Linked DNA regions of Rattus norvegicus: region 2 is linked to region 1. A link is a contact called in public Hi-C data. All regions are on one chromosome and are shown on one strand. The core of a region is the stretch at or near the end of the contact, and the rest is flanking DNA. Distances in the headings are between cores, read along the strand shown.

Region 1 (7,704 bases), core at 2,413-4,912:
GCTACACTGCACCCTTCACCAGAGGTTCTGACAATCGCTTATAAAGAGGCCATGCTGTAGAAAGTTAGCTAAGGGCCAAAGACAGTGCTGGGCGTTTATTAGTTTAAGAAGGTATGGAAACATTAAGCCAGTCATGGGGGTACCAGCCTGTAACTCCAGCACTTGGGAGACAGGAAAAATCAGAAGTTCAAGTTCACCCTTGCCTGCACGGGGTCTAAGAAGAGAGAGTGATGGAAACCAGACCTACTTCTGGAAGTGACTGAAACTTTGTGACTTGGGGGCCAACAACTTGCTTCTTCAAAACCAACTGTTACAAGTATGAACCAGGGCCAGGAACAAAACAAACGGAATTTGAAGCTGTCCGCACACCTGAGGTACACCCTGCCCTCAGGAAACAACAAATAGCAGATTTCCTATTCAAAGTGCCTCCCGGACAGCAAACAGTGCACCTATCCCTTCTCTGCCTAATGCCAGCAGCTGCAGCAAGAGGAGCAGGCAGCTGATCGAACTCACTAAGCTTAGCAACATGGCTCCTCAGATGGAGTGAATCTCAATCTAGGGCTTTCAGCTGTGGGGGCTCCACAAGGATAGGCTAGACCACCCGCTCTCTGTATGTCCCATGGAAACCCATAGGAGTCAAGAAACTGGGTTATGCCTCTTTAAGATGCAGAGGACAGCTGGGGGATGACGGTGACGTCGGTGCACATTTTTAATTCTAACACTCGGGGCAGAGGCAGACAGATCTCTGTGAGTCTGAGGCCAGCCTGGTCTACAGAGTGAGTTGTAGGACAGCCAGGGCTACTGTCTCAAAAAAAAAAAAAAAAAACATAAAAAATAAAAAATGCAGAGGGACAAAACTGATGTCACCTCTGGCTGCCTATATATAGAAACAGTTGGAGGCTGAGGGTCACAAGCAAGAACCAAAGGCTTCTGAGAACCACTTAACAGGACCACAGAGACCTAAAAGGTAACTGTCACCTTAGTAGACCCTGAGAGGCTTGTTTTTCTTTGGTAATCAGCAGCAGCAGGGTTCACACACATGGTGTGTCCGCAAGCTTCTGAGAGGACCTGACTGAGCGGCCACCATCTAGCTATACCACGGAGAATCAGAAGACCTGTCCTGGATATACCATCAAGCTGAGCTCTACTTGCCAGTACCAATGGTGCAGAAACAGTAGCCATAACTGGTACCCAAGCCCCTGGGCATCCACATAGCAGGTCCCCCTCCTACCTGGTGCAGACGCTTCTCTAGGAAGGCAAGGAGGGCATTGATCACATCCATATTAACTCCCATAAACTCTAAGGATCCTTCGTGTAGCTCCAGAGCGAGAAGGACATCCAAACATTTGAGGGGCAGGTTCCCCAGGAGATTCACGGTGTGGCTGGGGACAGACAGAGGCCTTGACACAGTAACCATATTTAGCACAGATACAATCCCTGGCCCTTCTCCTGGGGTACACATGATATGTGGGCCCGAAGGATAGCACTGAGGCAAGGGCAGTTGGTACCCCAACTCGAGTTTGGTGGGGAAACACTGTAGACTCTATCTGCACCATTCTGTCTGAGCTGAGATGCCAAGCAATCTCTCAGTTTCGAGAGACTGGCTGAGGCACCAGCAAGAGACCATGCGGCCTCCACCTAAGGCCCTGTCTCTAAGTTCAAAACTCTTCTTAGTCATACCCTGAGTTCCCTAGGCTCTCTGAAAACACACCGGGATCCCGTTCCCCATGATGTCACACTCAAAGGTGGGGCCCGGGCTCCCAGGTGCTTGAGTCACAGCTAGGGTTAAGGACTTCTGTACCCATACCTAGGCAACTCCTGCCATCCCCAACATAGTAAGTCCTGCTCCTCACCCATGGAACTCCTCTGTGCGGTCTCCAGCAGCATCAGCCATCACACAGTGCCGCAGAAGGGTCCCCAGGTACCGGTAAAGGGCAGCGTCCTCCTAGCCAAAGACGGAAAGGGGCTCCCGTGAGAATAAGACCCTATTCTTATGACCCAAGGCCACATGGTGATCACTAGGCCCTGTCCACAGCACACTTGGTCACCTGAAGCATTATGGAGAATACCCGTCCCCAGCCCCATGCACAACACAGCTCAGAAACCTTGAGTTCCTGCCTAGATTGTCCTCTAGTCCTTGCCATATCCGACACCCTGCAACTTGAGGCACACAGGGAAGCAAACCCACAAAATGCCCCAGCTGAGCTGAGTCCCACCCATTGACTTCAGACTACAACCTACCTCATCAACCTCCCTCTTAACAGAGTCGTAGGTGATGTTAAAGAGCACTTTGAGGATTTCCATGGCCCGCTCTGTCTCTTGGGCTGGAAGTATCACCAGAGGGTTTTCTTTGGGGGCCACACCCAATGTCAGTTCCAGCGCATCGGTCAGCAGGCGCACGCCATGCAGCTCCTGAAACAGCTGCTGGCGCACATCAGTGCGAAGGGCTGTTAGCAGGAAAAGGAGCCTTAAGTCAAAGAACTGGACTTCGTGGGGATAGCTCCTTTTGCGGTACAGTCCCACACGTTCCGCTAGCCTCACCACCAGTCGAGCCTCTGCTGCTAGCATCTGTGCTGTAGGACTGCTGAGCACAAGATTACACAGGCATTTGAGAGACTCGAGGAGGACATCCATGTCTGGGGGCTGTGGGATGGGCTCCTCTGAGATGGCAATGTCGGCATAGCAGGCTAGTGCGTGTAAACTCTGGCGGCTAGCAAATGAGTCCAGGCAGCTGCGGTCTCGGGATAGGATTCGGATAGTCTGCAGCCAGGTGACACGGTGTTTTGGTGACAAGCCCTGCTCCAGTACGGAGACCAGCAGCTTTGCGAGTCTCTGTGGGAAGGGACAAAAATGGTTCCACTAGGCCCTCTTCTTGGGGCAGCCCGTGCTTGCCCTAGGAACCCCCTTGGGCTGACACCTACCTTCCTGTCCTCCTGCTGTGCATCATCGAAGGTGAAGCTCTGGGAATGCTGCAGGGAGACCCAGGAAGCTCAGTTCCACACGCAGGTAGGACCTGTGCTCCTCGAGAAGCAGCAGGTCTGCTTCTACCTCTGAAGCAGCAGCCATCGCTGTGTACGTAAAGCAAGGCCCACCCTCGCCACCCATACACCTGACTACCACAGAGGCACCGCCGTGGCCCAGCCCACCACCCACCGCCCTGCTCCCTGCCACACTCGCACGCACACCCCAGCCGAGTGGCGAGCAACCGGCTGCTTCCTCACTTCCTGCAATTTCCTCGGCAGCTGGATGCCTCTCACCTCTCGGTTAAACGACCGCAGAGCTTCTGTCACCGCATCTTCCTCTCCCGTCTCCAAGGCATCCGCAACTGCCCGGGGCTCCATGGCCCCTGGCACGGGGTGCTAGAAGACTTGGGCTGGGAAGACGCAATCGGCCAAACCCGGGGACTCCGCCCAGGTCCGGAAGCCCAGCGTCCACGCGTGAGGAATGCTGGGAGAACAGCCGAGCCTAGGGTGTGTACAGGCGCGGGGCTGGCCTCCGGCTTAAGGTGGAGCAACCCGGCTGTGGCCGCTGAGCGGCTTGTCTTGGAGCAGCGATGCTAGCTAACTAAGCAGTATCCTCCTTTTGAGCCCTTCTCTCTAGCCCGACTTCCTGGCGGGCGGGGGTGGGGAGTGGGGTGTGGCTTGGCCGGCGCGTAAACCTTTCTCCTTACACTCTTGTTCCCGTACTGTGATAAAAGAGGGAGCGCCGGCTCCTGGCCGCTTAGTCAGTTGGGGAAGACGATTCTCGCGGTCATCTTCCTGATGCTCATCTTCCACGGGAAATAAGGAAAGAGAAGTACGACTTGGATGGTCAAAATAATGTACGTGGTTAGCCGGGCATAGTAACGCACGCTTTTTTAAATTTCAGCACTCGAGAGGCAGAAACGGGCAGACCTATCTAAAAACAATCAAAAAACCAAACCACCAAAATAATGTGGTTATCAAAAGAAAAGGGCAATTGCAGAGTGTATGAGGAAGGATCGGAGAGAAGGAAGTGAAGAACACCGGTGGAAAAGCGACTCCCGCGGGAGGAGCAACGGAGGGGCGGCTAGCCGCGGCGTGTCTGGGGTTAGAAGCGTAGGAACGTTGTATAGTGGGGAGCCAGGTCTGCATGCCACTTAGCTTAAGGCAGAGTCGGTGCACCCCACGGTGACACAAGCAATGTTCCAGAGGATAATGCCGCCCGCTGTGCTAACCGGCGCTTGCCTCTACTCAGTGTCAGGTCCTTTGCCAGTCTCTTTCGCTTCTGCTCGTCCTCCCCATCCTGTCGTTCTCACTTGGGGACTTTGCAGCGCCCGAGGTACCCGACCCTCGGCTCCAGGTTGGGGTCTGAGCTCCTGCTCCGGGTAATACCCACAGCGCGGGACTAATACTGCTGACCAATCCGTAGGCCCGAATGCTGGCGGCCCGCCCTTCCCTTATTTACATTCCAGTGTAGAACTACAAGTCTGTTTCTTCCGCTTCAGACTCTTCTCCCGGAAGTTATTAGACCTGAGGCGGAACCGGAAGACCCAGGTAGTGGTGCCACGTCCGTCGCTGTGTTGCCTACTCCCCGAGTGGGACCTCGGAAGGCGCGATGGCAGATTGGACTCGAGGTGAGCGCACCTGAAGGTAGTTGGGATAGGAGGCAAGGTCTAAGTCTGGAGTACGAGCCATCAATTTTTCCTCGGTGGAGGGATCTGCGTGGGATGGCGCTTACGTATTCCAGGAAAAACAGGGCCAGATTTCAACTGGCACTGCCTTGGAACCCAAGCCGGCATGACATCAGTTTGTGTGTATGGTTGATGCCAAGGGCTGGAAGCAGAAGGTCCAAGCAGGGACTTACAGGGCTCAAGTGCCTCGTTTCACACACACCCTCCGCCCCCGTGCCTGTGTTCAGTCTGACAGTTGTGATACTGAGGCTTCTACTATACTAACTATGTAGTGGTTGGTAGGACACAGCCGTCTGTCTTTTAGAGTCTGGTCGCCCCTGTTTGCTGGTGCTGCTGGCTTTCCCCTTAGGTGGGTCATATCGAGGCTGGATTTTTATGCTTCAGACCAGTGCCAGTCACACTTAGGCAGGTGATTCTCAACTACATACCGTGACAGAAATTCTTCATGTCTAGTCTCTGTCCGTCGGAGTAAGGTTTCCACAGGAGAGTGCTCTGGGGCTTCTAGAGATCCTGTGTGGGTTGTAGCAGTAGGGATTGGTAGTTTCTACAGTAAAAGGCCTTTCTTACACTTACCTTGGACTTGATTCCTAAGTCATCCCCACACAGCCTTCCTGTCACCTGCTTTGTTGTTCTGTTCTGTTTTCCCTATAATCCCTACCAGATTGAGACCTGTCCCATACTCTCAGATGGTGATTTCAGCTAAGGCAATATTCATTTTGGTCCAGGAACAGTATACAACAGGGTAGTGTAGATTGACCTGCTGGTTCCCTGTCTCTGCCTGGGCATTGCACACAAGTACTCCCATGACCCATGCTTCCTGTCTGGTGTGTAGGTGGTCTACCTGTTGGAACATAGGGTGGAACATGCTAAGTGAGCAGAAGGATATGGGTGGAATGCCCTTAGAGGTCTCACCAGGCCAGGCTCCACTGGAGCAAGGAGCCAAGGACCACATTTATGAGTGAATTCTACCCTTCAGCCTCTTTGTCTTGCAGCTCAGAGTTCTGGTGCTGTGGAGGAGATTCTAGACAGAGAGAACAAGCGGATGGCTGACAGCCTGGCCTCTAAGGTCACCAGGCTTAAATCGGTTAGTGGTGGCCCTTTTCCCTTCCATGAGACACTTTGGTGAGTGGGGCTGAGTGGGTAGAAAGGAAGCCATGCTGTCCGTGGGTGTGCTGACTGAGGAATGCTTCAGGTAATACCTTGGCCTTTTTAGCTTTTTCTAGTAATAGGTACCTAGCAGAATCTGAAGGGAAGATGGGCACTGCACTCTGTGTCCTTGCTTGACTGTGCCTTCTGTATCCCAACCAGCTGGCTTTGGACATCGACAGGGACACGGAAGACCAGAACCGATACCTAGATGGCATGGTAAGTGCCTGTATTACGTACAAATCATAGTCAGCTCTACCCCCATGCCGCCTGCTCTTCTGCCTCTAACCCTTCAGCGCTAGTACAGTTGGGCCGTCACAGATCCCAGCTCTATGTGATCCCGTTGGGTCTCTCCCGCAGGACTCAGATTTCACAAGTGTGACTGGCCTACTCACAGGGAGTGTGAAGCGCTTTTCCACGGTGGCACGGTCTGGGCGAGACAACCGGAAGCTTCTGTGTGGTATGGCTGTGGTCTTAATTGTGGCCTTCTTCATCCTCTCCTACCTCTTGTCGAGGACAAGGACGTGAGCCAGTGGGAGCCAAGGGCAGCCAGACTCTTGTCCACCTGGTATCCTGGCTTCCTAAGGACCTGACTACAGAAACAATATTCCTTTGAAATTATCATCACGGGTCATTCGTCTTCCTAAGTCAGGACGACTGCGGCTGCCTCTGTCGTAACGAGCTCCTCTTGGCTTGTCCTGTGTATGAAGGAAGAAGAAAAAGGCAAAACCCAGTGCTACTCCCTGGTGCTAAAGACACTGGCAGAGTCAGAGCCATGTTGTATGAGAATGAGCCAGTTCTATTGAGAGCATCTGAGAGTGCTGAATGCGCCTACCGTGGCCAGTGGCCACACTCCTCAAGGGCCTTCTGTTGTGCTCTAACCTGTTTATGTCTGGTTTAAACCATGTCCGTGTTCTTGAAGAGTCTGAAGCTGACACCAGAAGGGAATGTGGCCGTGAGCCCTCTCCAAATGATGGTCGTCGGGATGGGGTTGACAGTGACACCAGGCTGAGACTGCTGGTCAGGAATGGACCTGTGCAGTCTGGCTCAATTCAGACCCCAGGGAAGAGGCAAACTGTGGATAGAGGAGCAGACTGCAGTCCAGAGGCACTGGTCTAAGATCCTTCTGGGCTGTAAGACCATGTTTCCAGGAGCACAGATGTGTGTCCTTGGCATTGAGAATCTTCCCAGTATCAAAGATGCCTCCATCCCTGGGTAGCTTTCAGTCAGGCAGTGCTGGAGTGGTCTCTCTGCTGGGAATCCTTATGGGGCTGGAGGCCACCCATGAAAGCATTTGTGTAGTGGGAACTTGACCTTGTACTGAACCTTGCCCTACCCCGTACAGCCAGTCTCCCTTGTGAGGGAGATTGAGCCACCTCCTTGTTGCACAACTCCATAGACTCACCCGCTCTGCCGGCCCTCCCTGCCACTGTGGCCAGCCCCATTTGCACACAAACTGACTTGCGGAGCTGACAGGGCCGACAGGACCTCGCACCTTTTGTTTTCACATAAAATGTCTTTAAGAAATGAGCCTTGAAGTTCCGTGCCCTTCTCTGACTGTATTCATGTCTGTGTTCTTCTCTCTCCCTCTCCCTACACTGGCTTACCCTCTACCTATGAGGCCATACATGTAGCTCATCGGCCCATAACCACTACCTCTGAGTTCTAAGCCAGTATGATTCTGCCATACCCTGGCCTCTTAATGCCAGTCGCAGTGCCTTGCTGTAGCACCAGGTACCCATCCCCTTATCATTTTCTCTGAACACGTTGACCTTATTTGGCCATTGCATTGTGTCTGCCTGAGCCCCAAACCTTATGGAGGAGGAGCGCCTGTCCTCTGTTTTGCCTACCCTGCAACCTTTACAAGGTAGAGCTCACTCCACACTGCTGCTCTGTGGCTTTGCTGT
Region 2 (7,704 bases), core at 3,112-5,611, 240 kb before region 1:
AGGGTTGGGGAGCTGCGGTCTTTGGGGCTCCTTCAGAGGGCAGGCCGCACTCACACCCACTTCCACATGGTCTGAACCCTTGTCATCTTGCTTGTGAAGCAGTTCAAAGTAGTATCTCCTGGAGGCCATGAGCCTGTGGACATAAGGAACTAAAGTTGTCTCCCGCCAAATAGAGTAAGAGCGCAGAGGAAGAAGACAGAATCTCACATTCCTCTGGGATGGTCCCTCAGGAAGACTTATGTAACATGGGCAAGAGCAATACCCAGCCTCCCTCTCATACACCAACACAGATGTGCACACACATGTGAATACATACATTCTTAAGTTACTCACCGCCGTGGCTTAGACACCTGGGAGCTGAACTTGGTGAATTCTCCAGGTGCGGTCCACTCAGAGCCAGTCTAGGGGTGATGCAAGGGGGACAAAGGAATGACCACATTCTCCTTGTGGGCATCGGACACATTCCGTCTGTACTCCCAAGAAGCTGCAGGAGGTCCAGTGAAGACAGATGTGGTGTAGACAGAGGAGCTAGGGCAAGAGGGCAGAACCTACCTTGCCCACAAAGGCTATAAGCTGAGCAGCTGCTGGGCTCTCATCCAAACTCAGCCAGAACTCAGAGTTGTCATCCGAAGCCACAGAGAACTGGACGTCTCCTAGTCCACAGGACAGAGGCTCAGGAAGCTGAACTGTTCAAGACATTCTGCCCCTGCCATCCCCAACCTACTCACCATCTCTGGCTGGGTGGATGAAGCCAAAAATCCGGAGTCCATAGTTCTTCCACTTAGGGGACACGGCTAACTTTGTCACCGTCGTGCGGGTCTGTAGGCAGTGCAGCAGCCACTGACTCACAGCTCAGTGCCTGCCTTGCCCACCTGGCCAACCTGTATGTTCCTGAGGTACTCACATGAGGAAATAGTGGGAAGTGTAGGTTTCTTCTCAAGTGGCCCACAGCACCCCCACACCAGTCCTCAAACACGTGCAGGTTCACCTGTCCTTTGAACTAGGGGTCAGAAGGGACGTTAGCTGTTATACAGTCTGTTCCACCCCTCCTCCCAACCCAGCCCAGCCCAACTCAACAGAGCTCACCTCTTCCCGCCATGGGGGTGTCTGATGGGTGAGGTTCAGTGGGGGTGGCTTTCTAGCTCCTCCAGGAAACAGCATGTTTGGGCCCCGCCCCTCAGGCTGCAAGAAAGAGTAGCCATGTCAGAGTTCTAAAGGCAGGAAGTGGCCCAACTGCACAGTCCGTCTAGACACACACAGAGTAGAACTTCATGGTTCCCCTTTTGGACATCCAGTCACATCACCTATGTATTCTCCACACAGGTACCCTCAGCAGATTTGCGGTCACTGATAAGACTGCATACCATTCATGACTACCCAGACACAGTATCCAGGCTGGGCTCCCCTACAACCCGTGGCCATATCTATCCATCCGAGAGACTGGCTCCTTGTGAATAGGGTTTTCCCGGTCACTCCTTACCGCCTGCTCCTCTTCATGGCTTTCACTAGAGTCCTCTGCCCTCTGTGTGGATGATGCCACCCGGACACCCCGGCTATCGGTCACACCAGTCAGCTTCTCACCGTCTGCAGATGTATGGGAAGCGTGTTAGAGCTCAGACCCTCTAAAGCTAGTATCTTTGTTGTTGGGGTCAGCTGGAGGGGCAGGGCAAGGAGGATTGCTAAAGCCTCCACTTCTGCTCCGTCATTTGGGGGCCCTTCTAGACCCTACCTTGGGTGGGCGATTCAAAGCAAGAGTCTTTTTTACCAGCTCTTCCCCAGTCTCCAGTGAGAACCGGGAGCAGGGCTATATATACACTCAGGCTAGTGTGAAACTATACACACTCACACCCATCTGGTGATCCTCTTAGAATGGGAGAAATCCATTCTTGGGAAGAATTCCAGATGGACTCACACCCTTGATGCCTTTCCCGTGTGCTGGGGTGTTTGCCTCCTCTCTCTAGATATATATGTCCACTCTCTCTAGATAAGACATGTCCACTATGGTTCCTCCAGTTTGGGGTAGACTGCTCCTGTACCTTGTTTTGTCCCACTTCTTGGACCTTCTCCGTAAGTTGCATGCCCACCATATTCCCAGGTGTCCACTCTTCTGGACTTGAGTCTCCAATTCACTTTATCCCAGTCCCACCCCTCCTGAGGCTTCCAGTGAGAGACACTAGATTCAGGAATCCTTCCTGTTTCAAAGCCACGCCTTGCATCTACATCTGCCCTTAGGTGCAGATCTCAGAAGCTAGGCTATTGGAAGGTACAGCTGACACCAGACAAGTCTGAACAGTCTCTAGGTGAGGGGCTGCCTGTATGGTCTCCTCCCTTGAAATTTTGGTGGCGCTCCACATTCTAGATCCTTCTTTGACAAGTCAGGAAGTAAGTAAGACTCCCGGTCAAATTCCCAGAGCCTGGCCTGGATACCCATAACCCATCAAGCTAAGTCTAGGCATTTTGAGTACAATGGGAACTTTCTGAAGTGGGGTCTCAGCTCAGGCCAACACCGCGGCCTTGCAGGGGCTAAGCCTCAGCACAGAGGGCGTGGAAAGAGGTGTCTATCCCATTCTCACTTGGAGATATCTGTAAGCGCAGGCTGCTGGACACCCACTGAATGTTGCCCGTATGGAAGACTGACTACACTGTCAGGAAAGTCTTAGGCACATGCAGCTGCTCAAATTCTCACATGCCTTGTGGTGCCTGGTGGGTCCCAGGTGCCCAGATAGGAGATGGGGCTTCAGCCCAGAGTAGAGTGTGTGTGGCTAGGGCTCCATCTGTGCAGCCCAGGCTGCTTCTAGCAGTGCCATTGGGCAGGGCTGATTTTCAACCCACCTAGGAGGAGTCAGAGCCAGGTGCCCTAATGATTAACTTTCAACAGTGGGGCTCCCTGTCTTCACTCCTTCCTGGTTAGTCTCAGACAGAAACAAATCGCTCAGGAAGTCAGCTGAACCCACAAGAGCAGCTGATGAGGGCTGGCTTTATTGGGTACTAGGTCAGTTCTGGGTCCAGACTTATCTCTTAGGGATAGAGCTGTGGCAGGATATCTTGAAGATGTCATAGCTAATAAGGTACATAGATTGGGATGACCCATAGATTTTCTTGGGGGCTGGGAGCTGTCTCAGATCCTTGGCTCAGGATCTGGTGGAAGATGAGCGGAAACAATTGTCCAGGCATATGAGGAGGCAGGGGGCCTCTGCAGGCAGGAGACAGGAGCAGGGCTGAAAAGGGAGTTCTGGATCCATCAGGTGGAGTGGACTAGGACGTTGTGAGCCAGTGTCCCTGCTCTGAGACTTTGAGAGCAGACACTTGCTCCCCTCCCATTAAATCCTCAGCTCATCAGCTTCCTTCACAAAGATCAGGCGGAGCTCTATCTGGCTTGGTTAGGAATCTCCAGGTTCCTCCCCTGGTCTTTTTCTACCTAGCTGTCACTGATGTTCACCCTGCTCTGAAGCTTTCCCCGCAAAGGGTGTGTGTGATGGTGGCCACCACCTCCGGAGGTTCTCCCCAGCTTCTTGCCCTCAGGGTTTACCAGGCCTAAGTTGCTTTGTGTATCCTCTACCCACTCTTAAGTGTGCAGACTACAACAAGCGTTTACTCAAGTTAGCATTGGTCCCTAGCCCACAGGCATTTCAGTCACAGGTGAACCCAGGGTTTCCAGCTGTTCTGGCCACTCCAGGCAGCTGGATCCCTCAACACCACCCTTACCTCCCCACCCTCCAACAGATGAGGAAACTGAGGCCCTGCTAAGTAGGCAATGGCCTGACAGGCCTCTTGGCTGAGGGCACCGGTTCCCCCAAGGGCCCACCGTTAATTCCATCACCACCGGATCTAAGACAGATTCCAGGGTCCAAAAAGGTTAGGGATGAGTCCCGAGGGTCCCTGGCGTTACTGCTGACGTCATTGGGCGTCCCGCCTAACAGAGTCGCGACCCCTCCCCCAATATAGCGGAGCTGGTTGGAACAGGACAGCAGGGGCTCTGGGCAATCAGACCCCCGCGCCTTGGGAACACCGTGCCCTCTTGCCCCGCGCCATCGCGTACCTCGCCCGTAGCCCAGCCGCTGGCGTAGCGCGCGGCCCGGGCGCACCAGGCTCCGGTGCACATACGTGAGCCACGCGGCGCAGGTGAGCAGCAGCAACAGCAGCAGCAGCTTCATCTGCTTGCGGACCTTCTTCACCGGGAACCACGGCATCGTGGCGCCACACTCAGGGGCGTCGCTGCGGCCCTCCGGCCCCGCCTGCCCCGCCCCACATCCCCCGGCCCACCCTGCTGCGCTCAGCGCCTGCAGCACCGCATGGTCCTTTGTCCGCTGCGGGGGCTACGGGATTCGGCCACGACTCCCGGGCTGCTCGGGCCGCGGTCGGGGTGGGCGGCGGGAGCGGCTCCTTGAGGCGCTCCCCCGCCCGCCCCTCCCGGCTGCTCACGCTCCTCTGGACGCCGCGGGACCGAGCAGCATCCACGCTGCGGTGCTACCCACCGTGAAACGGGACCGACGGTCGCGTTGCCCGAGCCAATCGGCCGCGGCCAGCCTGCTTACAACCAATCCGTGATGCTCGGAGGCGGGGTGGCGCGTTAGGGTGTGCCAGCAATCCACACGACGCGCGCATTCACCTGGTGTTCGTCGGCCGCGCGCTTGGGGATGCGGGGGTTGTAGGGACCAAATTGGCGATGAGGGACATCAGGGAGGTCGGGGAGATGTAAGAAGTGGTTGTTACTGTAGAGGCCATGGCAGGGACGAGGGGTGCTGCGGGAATCAGGCTGCGTGTATGGGAAAACGCTGGGAATAATGAACACACAGAGAAGGAGCTCAGCCCATCTCTCAGTCGGACTTGAACAAGGCTGGGATGTTCTCGTTTAGCTGTGAAATAGGACAGGTGGATGGAGCTGGTTCTGTCCAGACTGCTTCAGTTGTGCACTCCATTTGCTTTCTCGCTGGTGCATCCCAATCCTCCTGACTACCACCTCTCTTTCACCTACCACAAGCCGGTTCTCCTTGAGCTTCCAGCCACTGACCAGGGTACTTCAGTTGGTGTAGCAGAAGCTGCTATGAGCCTGCAGAGCTCGTGGGTTAGGAATGTGGACTGGCCGTTTGAATAGTTTCCTTTCCTCCGTGATGCCATGGCCTTAATTGGAAAGACGCCATTGGAACGAGGTGGAGTCATTTAGAGACCTTCGCACCCTAGAGTGGGTGTGCCCCAGTGGAGATGACTGGACACCTTCCGGTGTCTGTTCTAAGGGGTGGCCTCCAGCTCAGCAGGCAGTGGGCCATCTCATACCCCAAGCACCACTGTCAACTCACTGGTGCTGCTTGCAAGATTGCTTTGCTGGTTTTGTTTGTATGATGTTGAGACAGTGTCTCACTATGTAGCCTTAGTTGGTTTGGAGCTCTTAGACATCTGCTCACCTCTGCCTTCTGAGTGCTGGAATTCAAGGCATGTATCACAACACCTGGCTTGCCTTTTGTTTGTTTGTTTGTTTGTTTGTTTGTTTTTTGGTTCTTTTTTTCGGAGCTGGGGACCGAACCCCGGGCCTTGCGCTTCCTAGGTAAGCGCTCTACCACTGAGCTAAATCCCCAGCCCCTTGCCTTTTGTTTTTAACATTGCCCCACCATCACTATGTATCCTTAGGACATAAAATCAAGTTGGCCACATTTCTATCTTTTTTTTTTAACTTTTAATTTTTTTCTGACAGTTTTTTTTTTAAACTTTCTTCCAAGCATCACCTGCTGTTCTCATCATCTGGCTCCCTGTTCTGACTTGTTTCTGATTCCTGCACTTGTCTATATCCTATTATAACCATTATTATAACCTTGTTATAACCATTGCCTCAAATAGTGCTCTGTTTCACACACACACACACACACACACACACACACACACACACACACACACACACACCCCTTACGAGGTACGTGTTGTAGCCACTTTTGCATCCTGGTAGTCATCCAGCTAAGAGACATCTTCACAAGGGGAAGATTTGAGGGTGTAATAGTGAAGCAGAAGAAGAAGAAGAAGAAGAAGAAGAAGAAGGAGGAAGAGGAGGAGGAGGAGGAGGAGGAGGAGGAGGAGGAGGAGGAGGAGGAGGAGAAGGTCTCTGCTGTCATAGAACTTACGTTTGACTGGACAGAGACAGAAAAGAAATAGCATTTTTTAAGAAAGCAAATGTTGGAAAGCCAGCAAAGTGGGCAGAGAAGCGCACTAGCAGGGAAGAGTTCCCGACCCTCTAGGGGACCCAAGACAGAGACTCTCCTCTCTTCACCTGGAATCCAGCAAGTAGGGTAAAGGTGGTAGACGATGGTGAGTAGGCAAGTCGTGATCAGCTAGACAGCTGTTCCTCTTGTTAACACATCTGGCTGTGACCACATCCCACCCCAACCACAGAGGGAAATGTTTCAGCCTAACCAAGCCGGCAATAAGACAACAAGCCCCACTGATGGAAGTGTGCACTTAAAAAAGAAAAAGGCCTGTATTTGTTTCTTTAAAGATTTTTAATCCTTATGTATATGGATGTTTTGCCTATATGCATGTCTGGAGTGTCTGGTGCCTACAGAGGCCAGAAAAAGGTGTCGAATCTCCTGGAACTGGTTTTAAGCCGCCATGCTGGTGCTGGGAACTCAACCTGAGTCATCTGCAAGAACACCCAGTGCTTTTAACTGCTGAGTCATCTCTTCACCTCCCACAACTAGATTTAACCAAAGGAAAGCCACAGTGAAACTCTCTAGCCAGAACAGGCTGCATCTCGGAGAAACCAGGTCAAACCTTCACGTTCACCTTTGGAGGCCATTCATTCCTGTAGCTGAGTCACACCCCTTGAACTCGTTCAAGAAGTAAATGTTGGGAACACAGAGACATTAGCCACAGCAAATACATGTTGTGTTAGACGGGAGGGGAACAGGAGAAGGAGAAAGGAGGCAAAGGAATTAATTGGTAAAGCATTTGCTATTCAATCACGGAGCTGTAATGGCATTGACAACTACCTTTCTTTTTCCAATAATTTATTTATTTTTGTTTCATGTGCATTGATGTTTTGCCTGAATGTGTATGTCTGTATGAGGGTGTTGGATCCTGGTGTCACAGACAGTTGTGAGCAACTATGTGGGTGCTGGGAATTGAACTCAGATCCTCTGGAAGAGCAGTCCGTGCTCTTAAGTGCTGAGCCATCTCTAGCCCCGACAACTACCCTTTTTGATGGAGCATTTTAATACCTTTGGGCTCAGACAAGGCTGAGCTGATGGGTAGCACCAGCTTTGGCTGGTGTGGGGAAAGCCTATGCCTGGATTCCTAAAAGGTCTGTGGTGTTATCAGTTTTGTTCATACAGGATGAATCTGGTTTTCTGTGGTTGTTTTCCTTGGGACTTACAGGCACTAAGAGACACCCTTAAAGAATCTCTGCCTTCTGAGTCACTCACCTTGTCTACAACATGGCAATGATCTCTCCTAGACAGGATTAGCACCCTGAACATCACAGAGACCATTCTCTCTGTAGGTCCCCTGCTATAACAGCCTTTTCCATGATGTGTCTGTCCCCTGGTAGAACCCTCTTGTATTTGTCCAGCACTGAAGGGGCTCGCTCCAAGGACTAGGTACTTTTAGATTTAACCCCATTAGAATCTTGGATGAACCAGGATGCATTGGTTGGTCCCTTGGAATCTAAGATCACTAGACCAGTAGAGCCCAAAGTTATAGGGACAGGAAACAAAATTATGC

The links. Hi-C and Micro-C count contacts between places; a contact is called where the count stands out from the background.
Region 2: a contact with region 1 is called in a Hi-C map of mammary epithelial cells, with 3 times the contacts expected there. The contact joins the promoter of B4galnt4 here to the promoter of Bet1l in region 1. A contact is called at or near these places in 8 of 12 Hi-C or Micro-C datasets (Schwann cells, frontal cortex, hepatocytes and 4 more).

Annotation. Positions count from the first base shown.
Region 1 is chr1:205,360,664-205,368,367 of GRCr8, reverse strand. Bet1l (Bet1 golgi vesicular membrane trafficking protein-like) reads left to right here and starts at 3,662. Exons shown (of 5, transcript NM_019368.4): 1 at 3,662-3,820; 2 at 4,466-4,594; 3 at 5,644-5,735; 4 at 5,960-6,016; 5 at 6,158-7,327. The coding sequence starts at 4,576. The coding sequence ends at 6,325. It overlaps Ric8a (RIC8 guanine nucleotide exchange factor A), which reads right to left and starts at 3,572. Exons shown (of 10, transcript NM_001100520.1): 1 at 3,258-3,572; 2 at 2,922-2,969; 3 at 2,242-2,832; 4 at 1,854-1,945; 5 at 1,232-1,382. The coding sequence starts at 3,341.
Region 2 is chr1:205,597,646-205,605,349 of GRCr8, reverse strand. B4galnt4 (beta-1,4-N-acetyl-galactosaminyl transferase 4) reads right to left here and starts at 4,361. Exons shown (of 20, transcript NM_001107562.1): 1 at 4,040-4,361; 2 at 1,481-1,584; 3 at 1,087-1,182; 4 at 905-1,000; 5 at 729-819; 6 at 553-653; 7 at 334-401; 8 at 55-133. The coding sequence starts at 4,190.